Linked DNA regions of Hordeum vulgare: region 2 is linked to region 1. The links are chromatin contacts, called in public Hi-C maps. All regions are on one chromosome and are shown on one strand. The core of a region is the stretch at or near the end of the contact, and the rest is flanking DNA. Distances in the headings are between cores, read along the strand shown. Region 1 has its middle 110 kb from the start of LOC123450565. Region 2 has its middle 94 kb from the start of LOC123446515.

Region 1 (4,826 bases), core at 597-3,096:
GCGTTCAGACACGCCTTCATACAGTGATGAGGCGGGCCTCAATTTTTTTCATTTACAACTGTAAACCCTATATTTAAAACAATACATGCAAAGACACGTAATCATTTTGGATGTTTTAGTCGATGTTGGGCCGGCGGGGTTGTGTAAACACCATAAAATTGTTCATAAATTTTTTCCAGTATGAAAACATGCGTGTTGGGCCGGCCTGGTTGAGGGCTTTTAGTCCCACCTCGTCGGAGGAGGAGGGCCACGACAGACTTAAATAACCACGCGTGCAAAAGCATTAAGTTACTCTTTCTTAATAGGGGCTATCAATGCTCACTTTATGAAGGAGCTCATATCCTTCCAAGGCGAGCATCGATGGCAACTATAAACCGTGAGAAAGTTTTTAAGTATGAGAACTTACTTTTTCAATCATTCTCATCAAGCTTATAGAAAAAATCATGAAAAGCTAGTTGGACAATGTGTTCAATACATAGAAGGCATGACGTAGTCCGGCGCAAATGAATCGGATAAGTTTGAAGGAATTTGATGCAATTTATTATAGGGTAGGTCTGTCAGATTCAACATGACAGACGTGCTCACATACCTCATATTCACTTTATATATGAGGTAAATATGAGGAGTGTTAATTAGTCCGAACGTTCGAATTGGATCTAAAGCACCTATATATATTGACATTTTTTAAACGGCCAGCGACCGATCCATTCCTCCGAATATTTGAGTAGGGTTTGAGACGAAGGTTGTAGATGTGTCGATGAACTTTTTCAGGACTCTATACATGACAAGAGTGAGTGCACAAAATTGGCTGCAACCCAGCGAGGAACCATTCTGGAGGTGTTTGGTTCATCAAAGGTAACGCGAACGTAAATGGAATGAGGTCACACCGGTACTGTAAATGAAATGGAGAAAAATGGAACTTTGTTTGCCTGCGAACTGTAACCGTAATCATTCCCATCAGCTATATTGTCGTCTTCGACGCCGTCGACCCAGGAACCATCCTTTTCCTTAGCCCCGGCATCCCCACCATCGAGCGCTGCCTCCACCGATGATGGTTACGAGAACGCATGCTCGAGCAGCTTGGAGACCTGCTGGTGAAGCACGTAGTCATAGTTGGAGACCTCTAATGGCGCGACTGCCTGCGCCGCCGCCCCGCTGCTCCTCTCATGACGTCTCCGCGAGCCTGCACATCAAGCAGAGTTGATCGAGGTACGGTGTGAGACCAGCGCCGCCGCGAGCCTCGATGTACAACATTGGGGGCGGAATCGCGGAGGGGACCGAGCCACTGAGAGCGGATGGATCGATCTCGATGAAACCGTAGCTAGACGAGGACGAAGCTGCAATGGGGAATGGTATCTGTTTTCGGTGAGGGGTCGGCGGAAATCAACGGAGACTTGCATTGTAATCTGTTTACGTGGTAGTACTTGTTTACGGGCGGGCCAAACAAACATGATTAACAGTATCAGTTTGCGGCGTAATCGGATAACGGGGAAAATTTGTGGAACCAAATACATCCAGAGTGGAAAGCAACATAAACAGCTCGCGGTGACACCGTTAATGGAACAAGTCAATGCAGCGTGAGCGCGTCGTCTGATCATCAAATTGACAAGCTACGACGTGCGTACGTCCCACTCCCATGGCTTGCCAGTACCTCGTTGCACCTGTACCATACGACGTCTTCTACTAGCTATTGTACTACTACACGCCAACGCTGTCATGTGCGGTTCACGCGAGATATTATCAGTGCCGAGGCGCCAATAAGTTCCGCGTCATCTGTGACGAACAGGCCAAGCGTGGGACTAACCAGAACCGTGTCGCTTTCCCGGACACGACACGAGCACTGAGCACATACCCAGAGAGACGATCGACCAGCCGCTTCGATGTGACCATAAGCTGGCGGCTCAGCCAGCAGGCAGGTCATCGGCTGCCTCCGTGGCGCCGTCTTCGATCTTCAGTTCTTCACCCCGCCTCGCCAGCTTGCACGTACTCACCGGATGCTTCCACGCAACGAACTGGTACGTAAGAGCAACTTCAACAGGTTCGTCCGCACGTGTCCTTTTGGATAGTCGTTCGCGCCGATTCATTTTAAACTTAAATTTAAGATTAAAATGCGTCGACGCGAACGCGGCGTGTGCCCTTTCGATGTCTGTCCCGCCCCCACGTAGCGGTTGATCAATTACCGTCCGTGTTTTGTAAAGAGATGATGACCATTTATCCCGGGCTCACGCGTCAACGACCACGGGCGTCTTTCTTTAATCCGAGCGTGTGTGGAGGAGGGGGAGGGGGCTCATTCTCTCCCACAAAGCCGCCCCATCTAGCTACCCCGTTGTTTCCCCGTTGACGACAAACCCTAGCCATCACCACGGGTTTCTTCTCCGACGCAGGCTCGAGCCCTCTCTTGGTGTGTGCTCCTCTCGCCGTCGTCTTCCCGCCCGCCTCGGCAGCGGATAAGCGTCCCAATGCACCAGGCGAGGTGGCACTGGGAGCACCGTATCCCTCTCCCCTACCCCGACGTGATGTTGCCACATGAGTGGCACTTGGATCCGGAGAGGATCTCAGTGCCGACAAATACCGCAGTCGATGCGGGCGCATGCGGTGGAGGTTCGGCGTCGACGATAACAGCTGACGCCTGAGCAGTGGTTCAACCCCGCGTACGTTCCAGACTCTCCTGATTGAAAAGTCTGGTTTGCCTCGGAGCACTTGAAGCAGCACCGGCGTGGCGTCCGCAACGTGGGGGCTGGCACCCCGCCGCCTCTTTGTCGTGCACGACGAGAACCAGGAGGTGGAGGCCGCCTACCAAGAGGCGCTAACGACCGTCCTCCGTGAAAGCGAGGAGGAAGAGCAACGCAAGGAGGAGGAGGAGGAGGAGGAGGCGGCTTACCAGGCGCGGTTGGCGGAGGCAATGGTGCTCTACGCCGTCGACGACTGCGTCGTGCCGTCGCTGGCCCCGCCGTCCCCCACCAAGGGCAAGCCAGGGCCGACCCCGTGAAGATCGAGCAGTACATCTCGAACGGGATGGTGCGCGAGTGGGTGAGCACACCATCCGTTTGATTGGGGGCGACGCTGAAACAGGAGCAGGCCTACGTGGAGTATTGGTGGCAATAGTGGTTGGCGAAGGAGAGCCTCGAGGGCCAGCGACTCGAGCAGCTCGAGCGCGACGCTGAAGCCGAGAAGGGAATGCGTCGTGCTGAAGCCCAGCCAACGGTGGTGCATCCACCGACGAACGACGTCGCCACCGCCTCGGAGACGGCCTTCCCCTGGGCTGGGCTGGCCAGACGTAGACGCTCGTCGACCTTACTGGCCTCGAGGACGCCTAGGGCAACACGCCTCTTTGATTTCAGTTTAAGTAAGTTTTTTTATTTAATGCAATGTGGACTCGTGGGACTATCATTGATCTTTAAGGCCAACATTAATGTTCAATCACCCTTTTCTATTTTCAAATATTTATGATGTATTTTTTCATACCGTCTTAAAAATGAACCATGTTAGCATTGAACACAAACATTGATCCATTTTAAAAAACGGACATGAATATTCACGGGCTGACCTAAATGAACAAAACTCGCATCCGTTTGAGTCACGTGGCTGAAGTTACTCTAAAGTGCAAACGTGTTTCTCAGTCTTTTTCTGACTACGTACATGGCACATGCAGGGACGTGGTAGAAGCATGGCCCGTGCATGATCGGACGCACTGCCGTTATAGAGTTCGGGTCCCGCCGTTGCAAATGAACGTGATTTTTCTCTACTTTTTGTTTGTTTGGGTTAGTATTTTGTGAGGTGTCCCGTCTTATTTGTTAGTGTGTTCAACACGCTGACTCATTTTATTTGTATGGTCCGTTCGATCATATTTTTATATATTTTTTACATACATATCAACTTTGATCAGAGTTTTAACCAGATCCGAATAAAAATTACATAATTTCATAAAAAAATCTCATAGTTTACAAATCAAATAAAATTTGTCATAAATACAATAAAAAGAGCAAGAGCCAGATACATTCTATTGATTACCACGTGAGCCCACATATGCTCACTCAGATCATTTTAGAGTCAAATATGAGTTGCTTAATCACGCATTTCATGATCAAAGTATGTGAAAAGTTGTAGTATTCAAAGTATGTCTAGAGAGGAGAGGGATGATTATACTACTTGACCAAATAAAAACTTATTATTTTTCTAATTTTAATTGTGGGCAAGTTTTAGCAATTGTATCAAGTCAAGCACATCCTACATATGCAAGTCTAAGAATATAGGAGTGGAAAGTAAAAATATGCATATTTAAATAGAGGGTAGGGATAGGAGGATCAAACGCAAAGATTGACACGATAATTTTTGGCGTGGTTCCGATAGATGGTGCTACCATACGTCCACGTTGATGAGGACTTCAACCCATGTAGGGTAATGACCGTGAGAGTCCACGAAGGGCTCAACCCACGAAGGGTCAACGGAGAAGCAATCTTGTCTATTCCATCACGGCTTACGTCCACGAAGGACTAGCCTCACTCGGGATAGATCTTCACGAAGTAGGCGATCTCCTTGCCCTTCCAAACTTCTTGGTTCAATTTCATAACATGAAGTAGGAGACTTCCAAGCGATACCTAACCAATCTAGGAGACACCACTCTCCAAAAGGTAATAGATGCGGTAGTACGATGAACTCCTTGCTCTTGTGCTTGAAAGGATAGTCTCCTCAACACTCAATCACACTCTCACATATTTGGCTTGGGTAGAAGAGATTGATTGGGTGGAAAGCAATTTGGAAAGGCTAGAAATCAAGATTCAAATGGTAGGATTGGAATATCTTGAACTCAACACATGAGTAGGTGA
Region 2 (4,812 bases), core at 686-3,185, 350 kb after region 1:
GTCACACTATGAGTAAAACCAAACCTCGAGTTTCCCGTGGTGGCCCCGCGGTATGCCTGTCTGGGACCAACACCATCAGCACTAGCCCCTCTATATTGTATTGAATTAATCCACGGGTAGCGCTGACTTCCTATGTGTTACTAACGGTGTTCAGTATTATTATGTTGGGCAAATATAGGACCAATGTTGGGCCTTGCCGAAAGAGTTTTATCCCAAAACTAAAATCAAGGGGGTCCCCATAATAATCCCAAGCATGTTAGGAGCGCTCATTTATAGAACATAACACCGGTAGCCGAAACTAAAGCGGAAAAGACGGAACAAAACACCCAGCCAAAAGGCTAAGCCTTCCGTCTTTTACCAGGTATATAGGTGCATTAAATTAAATAACGATAATATGATGATATAACAAGAACCCATGTTTTCACATGGAATCAACTGCACCTGCAACTAGCAACGCTATAATAAGGTTGATCAAGCGGTAAGCCAAATTGTGGTTTGCCGGGTTGTGGAACGGTTAGAGGCTTTTCATGGCAATGTTGGGAAGCTGACATTTAAGTGGTAAGCAGCGAGACATAGCGAAAGAAATGAGACAACTAGCATGGCAATGATAGTAATGGTGTCTAGGGAAATGGTCATCTTGCCTATGATCCCGCTTGGAAGAAGAACGAATCCGTGAAGCAGACGAACCAACATAGTCGTACGGGTCCTCACACTCCGAAGCGGTTCGGAAGTCTATCGAGAAGAAACAATCCATAACAACAATCAACACTCAATAACACCACACATATTCATGACAAGATGCACAATCAAATATGATGCATGTCTGGTTTAATTATGCAAGGCATGGCTCATCACAACAACTGAATACTACACATTAAGTGAAGCTCAATATGCAACGAGTTGCATATTGACGAAACTTCATATTTGAATTACTTAGTTCACTCTCGTTTAGGTACACGACAATGTTTAATGTTGTTAAACATGGCAAGAGGTGAAGCATAAATAAACTACACTATCCAGGGATTTTAAATGAGGTCTGCAACAACATATAGTATTTCCGAAATGACCCCATGTGTTAATTTCGAAATTGGTCCACATATGAACTACACATGTTTTATATGTACTAAACAGCAAAATAAAGTGGACCGTGTGAATCTACACGTCATTCTAGTCAATTTACACACACACACACACACACACACATATATATATATATCATCTAAAACGAAGCTACAATCTAAAAGATATGAGCAACACAAGATGACATGGCATGAATGTAAAATGCATGCAAATGACAGACACAACATGTTAAAACATGGATGCAACATGACATTATGAATCTACATGAAATTCTACGCAAGTTCAAATGAGGCCATACCAACGAATAACAATTTCATAAAGTCCCCATATGTAATTTTGAATTTGCTACATATATCCCTAAAACACAATTTTAGAGTTGTTAAATAGCAAAATAAATGCTATCATGTTATTCTACACATGTTTCTAGCCAAGTTACATATGTGAAACATTTTAGTCGGAGCTACGGTTAATTAGTTATGACATGAACCATTTCTAACATGGCATTTAAGAAATTTAATTAAACATCAAGTTTAGGCATTTTAAACACATGTGAGAGTTGGATATTGTGAAACTACACAAAATTTTAAGTTGTTTACATATCTAATTTATTTTCATCCGATGCATGGTTAATTAACTATGAGATTTTAAAAATATGTATTTTTATATAATTAATAATGCACTAGATAGTTGCTAAATTTGTCCGCAGAAAATAAGTAGCACATGAGCCGAATCTGCAGCTAGTGGGCTAACACGTATGGGTGCTGGATAACTGCATAGTGCCTGAGGTGCAATATAACAGAGTGGGCTGGAGCTCACCACTAGGCCTAACAGGCTGGCGGGCGAGCAGGGCTCGAGGGGAGGAGCGCGTGGGCCTTGGCGACGGTGGCGGCGGGGCAAACCAGCCAGAGGGCGACAAGAGGGTGGAGGCCGACGGGGCTTCGGTGGATTTGGACACCGATGGGTCAGGGTCGGCCGGATCCGACGGAGGCTGGTGGTCTGGTGGCCTCCATCGGAAAGGACCGGCGACACGGGGCGCACGGGACTCGGCAACAGGGCTCCGGTGACTCTGGCTAGGGCCGACTGGCGGTGATGGCGGAGATCCCCCCGGTGGCCAGCCGGAGTGTACGGCGGGGTGGAGGTGCGGGGAGAGCTCAGGCACGAGCTCTCAAGAGGCTATAGCTAGCGAGGCAGGGTGCGGGGCTGCTCGCGAGCGGGTTCGCAAGAGGCGGGGCGGTTCGATCCAGGCCCGGGCGGGCCGGATGTGGGCTGTGTAGGCGTGGCACGGTGGAGGCACCAGGTGGGCAACGGGGTTGCACGAGAGAGGGGGCAACGGGGTTGCAGGAGAGAGGTAGGAGGTGGCTGGCAGCGGTGCGGATTCTGAGGTGGATTAGGCCAATTCCAACGCGCGGCCTTATCATGTCCACTCGCATCCGTTTGGGGTAAAATGAACACATCAGGCGGCCTAGCGTGCGGGCGCAAATGGACGTTTGTCCGTTTTCTGTCCGCTTTTGGCCCATTCACGACCCAAACTTGGTCCGATTTTGAGGTGAAATGGACAGCGCGCGAACGCCGCGCTGAGGGTGAGACGCGTGCGTTTGTCCTCCCATGGCCCTCCCATTGGCGGCACAAAGCAGCACGACCTTCCCTTCCCCATGCCCCATTCCATTTCATTTCCCCCCAAAACCCTCCCACGCCCCGCCCTCCCCTCCGCCCGCCATCTCCCGCCATGGCCTATCCCCCACCGAATTCCGATGACCCGACCGTCGTCCCGGCCACCAAGGCGAAGAAGGAGAAGGCGCCCAAGGGTACGAAGAAGTCGCGGTCAGAACTCACGCCGAAGGAGATCGCAAAGCTGGACGCGGAATCGGCCAAGAGGTGGAACCGACGGGCGAAGACGAAGAGGAAGGACGCAGCGACCGCGTACGCCATCGAGCGCGCTGTGTTGGAGGCCGCGTGGCAGAAGGCCGATGCTCAAGAGAAGGAGGCCATCGTCAGCAAAGCGCACGCCCTCCTCATGATGGGGTTGTGTCGTCCGATGAGCTTCCCGGTTGCGCCCGTCGGGCCGGCGAGAACAGGCTCGTCGGTCGTCCAGCCTCCGGAGTGCCCCTCCCCGATATCGTTGACCATGCCATTGTTGCCCGGTTTCCCTCCACTCGATGTGTTGCCAGTGAAAAAACTATTCTTTTTTGGAGGCCGGCTATGTTGCCGGCCGCTGGCTCTGTTGCCAGCGTGATCTAGGACCGCTTGCATGAACTATGGGTCGTGGCTATTCGAATGCTTGTGTTTGAAGATGCGCCCAAGGATGCGCCCGCGCGTTGGGCGCACGGCCACCACATGCGAGAAATGGCCCAGACACGACCCCATCGCCCGCCCCAAACAGACAGAATCCGGGAAAAATGGACGTCCGCATGGGGTCGCGCGCTGGAGTTGGCCTTAGGGTAGCGCCCAAATAGGCAGGGTAGGTCTCCTTAAATAGGAAATAGGGTCTAGGTTTAGTGGAAATTGCCCATTTTTGGACCGTTTGGTCTCAATCGGACGGCCCGGAAGCGAAGGCAAGGCTAGATGGGTTAGTGGTTTGTATAGGGGGTGTTGGGCTGAGATGAGTGGGCGGTTTGCGGCCCGGCATGGAGTTAATAAAACTGAAATACGTTCGACGAATAAACCGATGATGGTGCCGCTACGGTCGACCATTCGGGTATCAAACGGACTTCGTTGCGATGAAATTTGGTAGACGGCCTACGTACTTTAAAATAAGACCACACGCCAACTTTGAACCCAATCTGAGAAAGTTTTATACACACTTTTAAAAACGATATTGAAATGATGCCGCACGTGCATGTGTGTGTGGTTGGTCTCGAAATGGTCAACGACAAAAACGGAGAGAACCGGCAACTAATAATGTACGCAAGTTTTGAAAAATGACGGCAACGGAGTGCCAACGCAATGCGGATGATGCGAATGATTCAATGATGAATGCGAGAGCCGAAATAATCACACGATGACAATGGAATAAAAGGGGAATCTTCAGGAGCGTCGGTTCCGGGCTGTTACAAGTCTCCTACACTAATAAGAGATCTCGACCCGAGATCTAAGAATGATAGGGGGAAGAGGAAGAGAGACAAAAGAGGTAAAACTTAGTTGCTTCTTAGACAAACGAGTGAGACCAACGATCCCTGAAGGTTGCAAAGAGATGAATAATGATATGAGAAACAAGAAAGAATTCAACAGAAATTTCGGCAACACTTCAGTAGGAAAGAGAAAAAAATTGATAAGATGGAAATAATTGAATACGAGCACAACACTCCAGTTAAATGGACAAGCAAGGGAAGAACATGATCTCAATAAGGATAAGATGATGGATAAAAGAGAGCAACATCACACATCCTCCAGAGCAAGAGAATAGAAACTAGATCTTTGAGGAGAAGAGAATGGAGAAGAAAATGACAACTTCCACCACAATTGTATTTGAGAGCATCCTTACAAGAAGAATTGAACGGAGTTGTTGGAAAAACAACAATGAAAGAAAAACTTGTTGTGGGCTCATGGACATCATCTCAAAATTATGAGGTCACAACCAGCCACTAACGGAAACAAGGACCTCATGGAAGCAACAAGATATTCGCAACTTCTTTCACCAAGAGGATACAAGTATACTTGGATCCTCGGTAATCACCATAATAGCAACAATTCTTAGGAAAAACTTTAGGTGAAATCTAAACCAAGATAGCTCAA

Evidence for each region. A called contact is a pair of places that touch in the nucleus more often than the background predicts.
Region 2: a Hi-C map of leaf shows a contact between it and region 1, with 2.6 times the contacts expected there. The contact joins two enhancer-like sites. A contact is called at or near these places in 2 of 6 Hi-C or Micro-C datasets (leaf and seedling).

Annotation. Positions count from the first base shown.
Region 1 is chr4H:403,152,980-403,157,805 of MorexV3_pseudomolecules_assembly, forward strand. No RefSeq gene overlaps it. Among protein-coding and RNA genes, the nearest start is that of LOC123450565, 110 kb to the right of the region's middle. Within about 2 kb of position 1,847, at least 2 of the 3 cell types and tissues checked have open chromatin away from gene starts, as enhancers often do. A contact at or near this core is called in leaf, where this site is marked.
Region 2 is chr4H:403,501,931-403,506,742 of MorexV3_pseudomolecules_assembly, forward strand. No RefSeq gene overlaps it. Among protein-coding and RNA genes, the nearest start is that of LOC123446515, 94 kb to the left of the region's middle. Within about 2 kb of position 1,936, at least 3 of the 3 cell types and tissues checked have open chromatin away from gene starts, as enhancers often do. A contact at or near this core is called in leaf, where this site is marked.